Regions from separate parts of the Sus scrofa genome. Here region 1 is linked to region 2. A link is a contact called in public HiChIP or PLAC-seq data. All regions are on one chromosome and are shown on one strand. The core of a region is the stretch at or near the end of the contact, and the rest is flanking DNA. Distances in the headings are between cores, read along the strand shown. Region 1 has its middle 16 kb from the start of LBR. Region 2 overlaps CNIH3 (protein cornichon homolog 3).

Evidence for each region. HiChIP or PLAC-seq counts read pairs in DNA pulled down with a chosen protein or histone mark.
Region 1: a contact with region 2 is called in an H3K27ac HiChIP or PLAC-seq map of alveolar macrophages. The contact joins two enhancer-like sites. A contact is called at or near these places in 5 of 5 promoter capture datasets (fetal liver, fetal skeletal muscle, liver and 1 more) and 2 of 2 datasets of contacts at active chromatin or transcription factors (alveolar macrophages and skeletal muscle).

The regions. Positions count from the first base shown.
Region 1 is chr10:13,431,278-13,434,128 of Sscrofa11.1, forward strand. No RefSeq gene overlaps it. Among named protein-coding and RNA genes, the nearest start is that of LBR, 16 kb to the left of the region's middle. Within about 2 kb of position 1,489, at least 48 of the 83 cell types and tissues checked have an H3K27ac peak or open chromatin away from gene starts, as enhancers often do. A contact at or near this core is called in alveolar macrophages, where this site is marked.
Region 2 is chr10:12,884,571-12,887,471 of Sscrofa11.1, forward strand. The region is part of intron 4 of CNIH3 (protein cornichon homolog 3); the gene reads left to right. Among named protein-coding and RNA genes, the nearest start is that of WDR26, 130 kb to the left of the region's middle. Within about 2 kb of position 1,586, at least 23 of the 83 cell types and tissues checked have an H3K27ac peak or open chromatin away from gene starts, as enhancers often do. A contact at or near this core is called in alveolar macrophages, where this site is marked.

The DNA.
Region 1 (2,851 bases), core at 239-2,738, 550 kb after region 2:
CGGCACCAGGACACCAACAGGATTAAGCCATGCCCCTTCAGTGGCCTCTGCTTCATTCCCCCCCACCCCCGGGTGGCAGGCATCATCAGAGCTGACTTCTGTTGAGCGCTTATTGCGTGCCCGCACTTACAGAATTGAAATCTCTGCCTGTGTTGTTTAATCCTCATGACAACCCCATGAGGTAGGTATTATTATTATCACTCCTATTTTGCGGATGCCTGATTGAGGCACAGAGAGGTTGGGTCACTTGCCAGGTCACACGGCCAGCGCAGGCTGAGCCACCTTCTCTCCGGGGCTCTTGTGCTGCCCCCCGAGAGACAAGGGGGTCACGGTGAACTGGATGGACACCACGAACACCCCCGAGGTGTCTTCTACCCTCGGCCAGCCCCCTCCCAATGACTCGACAAGTGACCAGGGAGGGCAGGAGGAGGAAGGTGGATGGGTTGTTCTTAGGGACTGTGCGTGTCACAGTTTGCACAACACTCGCACATGTCCTCATCTCAGCCTCCCCACAACTGCCAGAGGAAACAGAGACCCAGGAAGGAGGTGACGGGCTGGAGCCACTGCAGCCGCTGAGAGCGGAACCCATCCAGGGTCCTGGGGGTGCTTCTCGCTCCCCTCAGCCTTGGCAAGTTCAGGGGATGCTGCTGGCCCCGTTGGTGCAGCAAAGACAGATTGTGTTTGTAGCTGCCCCGGGTGTATAAGCATCAACTACGCGGGAGGCCTTTCTGAGCCAGTGTTAAGTTCAAGTTCCCCACGTCCTGACGCTATAGGACAGGAGCGGGGACCCGTGCTCCGCTTCAAGAGCTTGCACTCACCTGCTGCGTTTGCCTCCGGGGAGCCGCCCTTTCTGTGGCTTGGGCGTTTGAGCTCATTTCCTGTCCCAGCTCCCCTCCCCCCACCCGCTCCCCGCACTCTTCCCTCCCCCACGGTCCCGGCCCCTCTCTACTCGAGGATGCGCGCGTCCTTCAGCAGAGGATGGGTGTGGCCGGGGCGGGGGCGGGGCTGTGGAGAAGCGACTCGCCCCGCCCCCCGGGGGGCAGGAGGCGAAGGCGGGGCGGGGGCGGGGCTGAGGAAGCCTCGCCCCCTTCGCGGAAGTGGCGCCAGGATGAAGGTGCGGGCGGAAAGGCGCTAAGGGCTGGAGAGCCAGCCTCCCAGGGAAGGATCAGAGGCTTGCGATTGACTGGCCCCCTTGGAGAAGAGAAAGATAAGGAGCTTTCTGGGGCACCTGCTCCAAGGAAAGGACATTGTTCTTTTAAAACATGCGTTTGCGTTTGAAGCATGCGTTTCAAACAAGAAGGAGAAAACGTGAACTTTAGCAGGGGACCTGCAAGTTAAGTCTACCAAGTTAGACTCACAAGCACATCCCAAGGTTCAGGAAACTGAGAGCTACAAGGTGGAGATGAGACGACCTCCTGCCCCGGGCCTGACATGGCCAAGCCCCACGTCCGGGTGAGTGGTCCCAGTGAAAAGCAACGATCGTTGGGGTGGCTTGGAAAGAGCTTCTCCAAAACCAGATACCTTCTTCGAAGGCTCCTTCCAGAAACACGCAGGAACCAAAGCCCGGGCAGGAAGTGCCTCGCGCTCCTCTTCATCCCTGTGGACGAGGTCTTTAAAGACCCCGGAACCTTCCTGCCAGGATCAGGAGGGTTTGCACCAGGTGATCCCTGAGGGTCTTCCCACCCCGTGATTTGAACCCCCCAGATTGAGTGCATAAAATGCAATGAGAAGGAGGGAGGACAGACTTGAAGAGGGCTTATTTTAAAAGTGCCCACACCCACTAATTAGCTGCATTTTCACCAGTTCACACTCAAATCTGAGACATGCGTTGCTGGCCCTTGTGCAATTCCTCTGGCTTCACCAGGCCTCCATATCCGCACCCATCCCCCTGGATTTATTCAGGTCTCTGCCTGAGGGTCCCTTAGAAAAGTCTTTCCCGACCCCCTGTTCTAACAGATAAAAAAGTCTTTTTATAGTATAGGTATGTCCCATGCAATGTTTGGGAACGACCTGTACTAAAAAATTGTTGTGACCCTGAAACTGAAATTGAGCTGAGCATCCTGTATTTTTATTTGCTAATCAGATCCTAAGGCAGGGGGACTCTGCACTCCTGACCTCCTGACTGGAGGTCCTTTTGCCAGTTGGAGTTTCCAGGGACAGCAGGCAGGGCTACAGGGGCCACCCCTGCACCAGCCCTGCCCCTCCCGCCAATGGAAGGCAGATCCTCTTCTGGGGAGGGTCCTGTGGACCTGCAGAGTTGTGTGTGGTTCTCTGGGCTGGTTATGAGTTAAGTGCATTCTTCTCCCTCCTTTGCCCGGCTTCCCACCCCAGATGCTCAGGTATTCTACCTGAGTCCCCAGGAGATCACACACTGCAATCAACTCCATACACAGACGTAGGTACAGGACGCTCAGGTAACTGCTCCACGCAGATGTCAGGAAGGCTGAGATTTTCCCCTGCTCCTCAAGGGTTCTTTTGATTGCTCTATAATGAAATTGACACAAGACAGATAACTAGGAGAAAGAAACAATTTAATTTGTATGCGCAGAGGTCTCATGGAAATGGGATTCCCAAAGTGACCAAAGCAGGCTTTTTTTTTTTTTTTTTTTTTTTTGACTTTTTAGGGCCTCACCCGCAGCACATGAAGTTTCCAGGCTAGGGATCTAATCGGAGTTGCAGCTGCCTGCCTACACCGCAGCCACAGCAACTTGGATCCCACACCACAGCTCAAGGCAATGCCGGATCCTTAACCCACTGCTCGAGCCCAGGGATCGAATCCACATCATGGATATTAGTCGGATTCATTACCGTTGAGGCACGATGGCAACTCCAGGGCGTACTGTTATGGGGT
Region 2 (2,901 bases), core at 336-2,835:
CAAACAAACAAACAAACAAAAAAAACCCTGCATCCTCATGGATGCTAGTCAGATTCTTTTCCACTGAGTCATGACAGGAACTCCAAGGAGTGGTCTTTTACTTCTGAACACAAAGATTTAGGGTCTGGTACAGGGTTTCAATGTTACTGAATCCAAGTTCATGGGCCCAACATACAGTGAGGCCAAACAAAGCAAAACGTCAGAGTTTAGAGCAGAGAAAGTTTATCGCAGGACCATGCAAGGAGAATAGGTGGTTCGTGCTCAGAAATCCCTGAAATCCCCACAGGGTTTTTTTGGCAAAGTGTGTTTAAAGGCCAGGCGAGGAAGAGGCATCCCAGGGAATCATTCATGCAGGATTCTCTGATTGGTTGACGTTGGGTGATTAATATTATCAATCCTTAGACACCTGTAGGTCTGAGGATGTGCTCATGATCATTGAGTAGTTAATTGCTTCCATTTGGTGGTAATTTTAGCATGGAAAAGCCTTTGTAAATATACATGAGGTACTGTTATCTGGGTACTTCAGAGAGGAGCTATGGTGGAGGATTTGGGGGAGGGGTCTGTCCAGGGAAGGTCCCATAGGATGCTGCTGGGTTATCTACCCCTAGGAGAGGGTTAGATGAGAGCTTAGCAATGCTGGGACCCGGGAAGTAACATCCTGTTACAGCTGTCATGGTCCAAGCTCCTACTGCTCACTGCATGACAGGCCATAAATTGAGAGAAGAGTTGTTGGGACAAGAAATAGCAACTTTATTCAGAAAGCTAGCAGACTGAGAAGATGATGGACTGGTGTCCCAAAGAAGCATCTTACCTGAGTTAGAATTCAGGCTTCTTTTATACTAAAAGGGGAGGGGGTGTGGTTGGTTGTTGCAAACTCTTGGTGTTGGAATCCTTTGTTCTTGCAGCTCTCTACATAGGACAGGTCACCTTGTTCCTGTAAACTTACAGCAAGACAAATGTTTTCTCTTTTCTGCAACTTTTTAATCTCTGTATGAATGGGAAAGTGTTATACCTTTAAAGGTCAGAGCCTTGAGAATGGCTATCCTGTATATTTCAGGTTATAGGCAACATTCTTAACTTGATGCAAAAGAATAGAAAACAAAGGTTAAAGTAAAAGAAACAGATCCAACATAGAGTCAGATATGTTTTTCCCTATTACAGAGCAAGCAAGTCCTATACTGGGCAGGGTGGCTGAGGATGGATGCTGGTTGTACAAACCACATGGATATGAAAGGAACAGGAAAGACAGCAGAGATGCCCACAGGGTTATCTCTGGACTTCCTTTAGAAACCAGACCCACAGAAGCAGAAGTAAGTTCCCGTTGTTGCAACTGGTGGGGCTACAGCTGCTAATGTGCTTCCTGTCCCTGGTGTTGCCGAAATCTTGGCTGCCTCTCTACACCGATGCCAAACAGAAATGCAGAGACAGAGCTGGAGGAAACAGAAAAAGTACCTTTAATTGCCAAGCAAAGAGTGGAACAGCAGGCTAGTGCCTAGAGGACTGTGGGACCCCCTCCACTGGAGGGGGTCGGGCGGAGTCTTCTAGTGTTTGAAGAGCCGGGTGTGGTCAGCTCATGCACAATTTCCTGATTGGTGGGTGATGAGGTCATTGGGTGTCAGCGTCATCAACCTTCTGGTTCCAGCCAGTCTGGGGTCTATGAGCTTGTGGCCAGCATGCACTTGACTTCTTCCACCCGGTGGGGGCTTCAGCACCTGCAAAACAGCTCCAGGGACCTGGCTCAGAATAGTACCTATAGTCTTTGGAAAAGGACGGAAGGTCCTTGACTTTGCTGAATGGCTAAATTATTATTCCTGTTTTCCTTTTTCTCTGTATTTTCTCACTTCTCTTATTAAATTGGCTCTTTAAAGTTTTTCTATAGATAAAAAGCAGGAGGAGGCCATGAGTGGGGGTCCTGCTCGGTTACACTGGTGGGGATGGTGGCCCCGGACGCCAGCTTCTGTTCTCTGCCAACCTGCCTGGCAGGTCTCAGCAGCTCTGGCCGTGCAGGAGTGGAGAGGGCAGAGGGGGTGGAAATGAAGCAGAAGCGGGAGGCTCCCGAGGTTTTCCTTTGCTAGTGGTGAGGCCAACGCGAGGAAAGGAAAACATTTTGTGCCAGCCCAGGTGAGTGACTGGCCGCATTTTTACAGATAAAAATACATGATTGATTAGGTTACGTTTTCTTCTCTCTCTCTCTTTTTTTTTTTGACTAATCTTGTTTCAAACCAGGGGGACCTCATCAAAAGCAACTGGAGTGTATTAGACCTTTCATCTGTATTTCCTGTTTTCCTTCCTTACATTGTAGGTCTGCATTTCTCAGACCACCATTGTACATGAGGAACAACTGGGTTTTAGGTATTTCTGCATTTTTTTTTTCTTCTGTTTTTTTTTTTGCTATTTCTTGGGCCGCTCCCGCGGCATACGGAGGTTCCCAGGCTAGGGGTCGAATCGGAGCTGTAGCCACCGGCCTACGCCAGAGCCACAGCCGCGTTTGCAACCTACACCACAGCTCACGGCAACGCCGGATCGTTAACCCACTGAGCAAGGGCAGGGACCGAACCCGCAACCTCATGGTTCCTAGTCGGATTCGTTAACCACTGCGCCACGACGGGAACTCCCGTTTCTGCATTTTTACTGATCCCTCTCACATACTTCTGACTTCCTTCTGGACGGCATCTGTTAAAGACGGTAGAAGACTGCAGTCTTCCACTTTCACTCTGAATGGCGAGGCTCTGTGAACGCAATGTAACCTTTTGAGTTTCTGTTGCTTTCTGACTCCTTTGCAAATCAGTGTGGAGGCCAGAGGCCTCCTGCAGGTCAGATGTTCATTCTGAACAATGTAAGGCTGCGGTGTTCTAGCCCCTCTTCCTTTATTAAACCTAAGCTTAAAGATTTGAGGTTGCT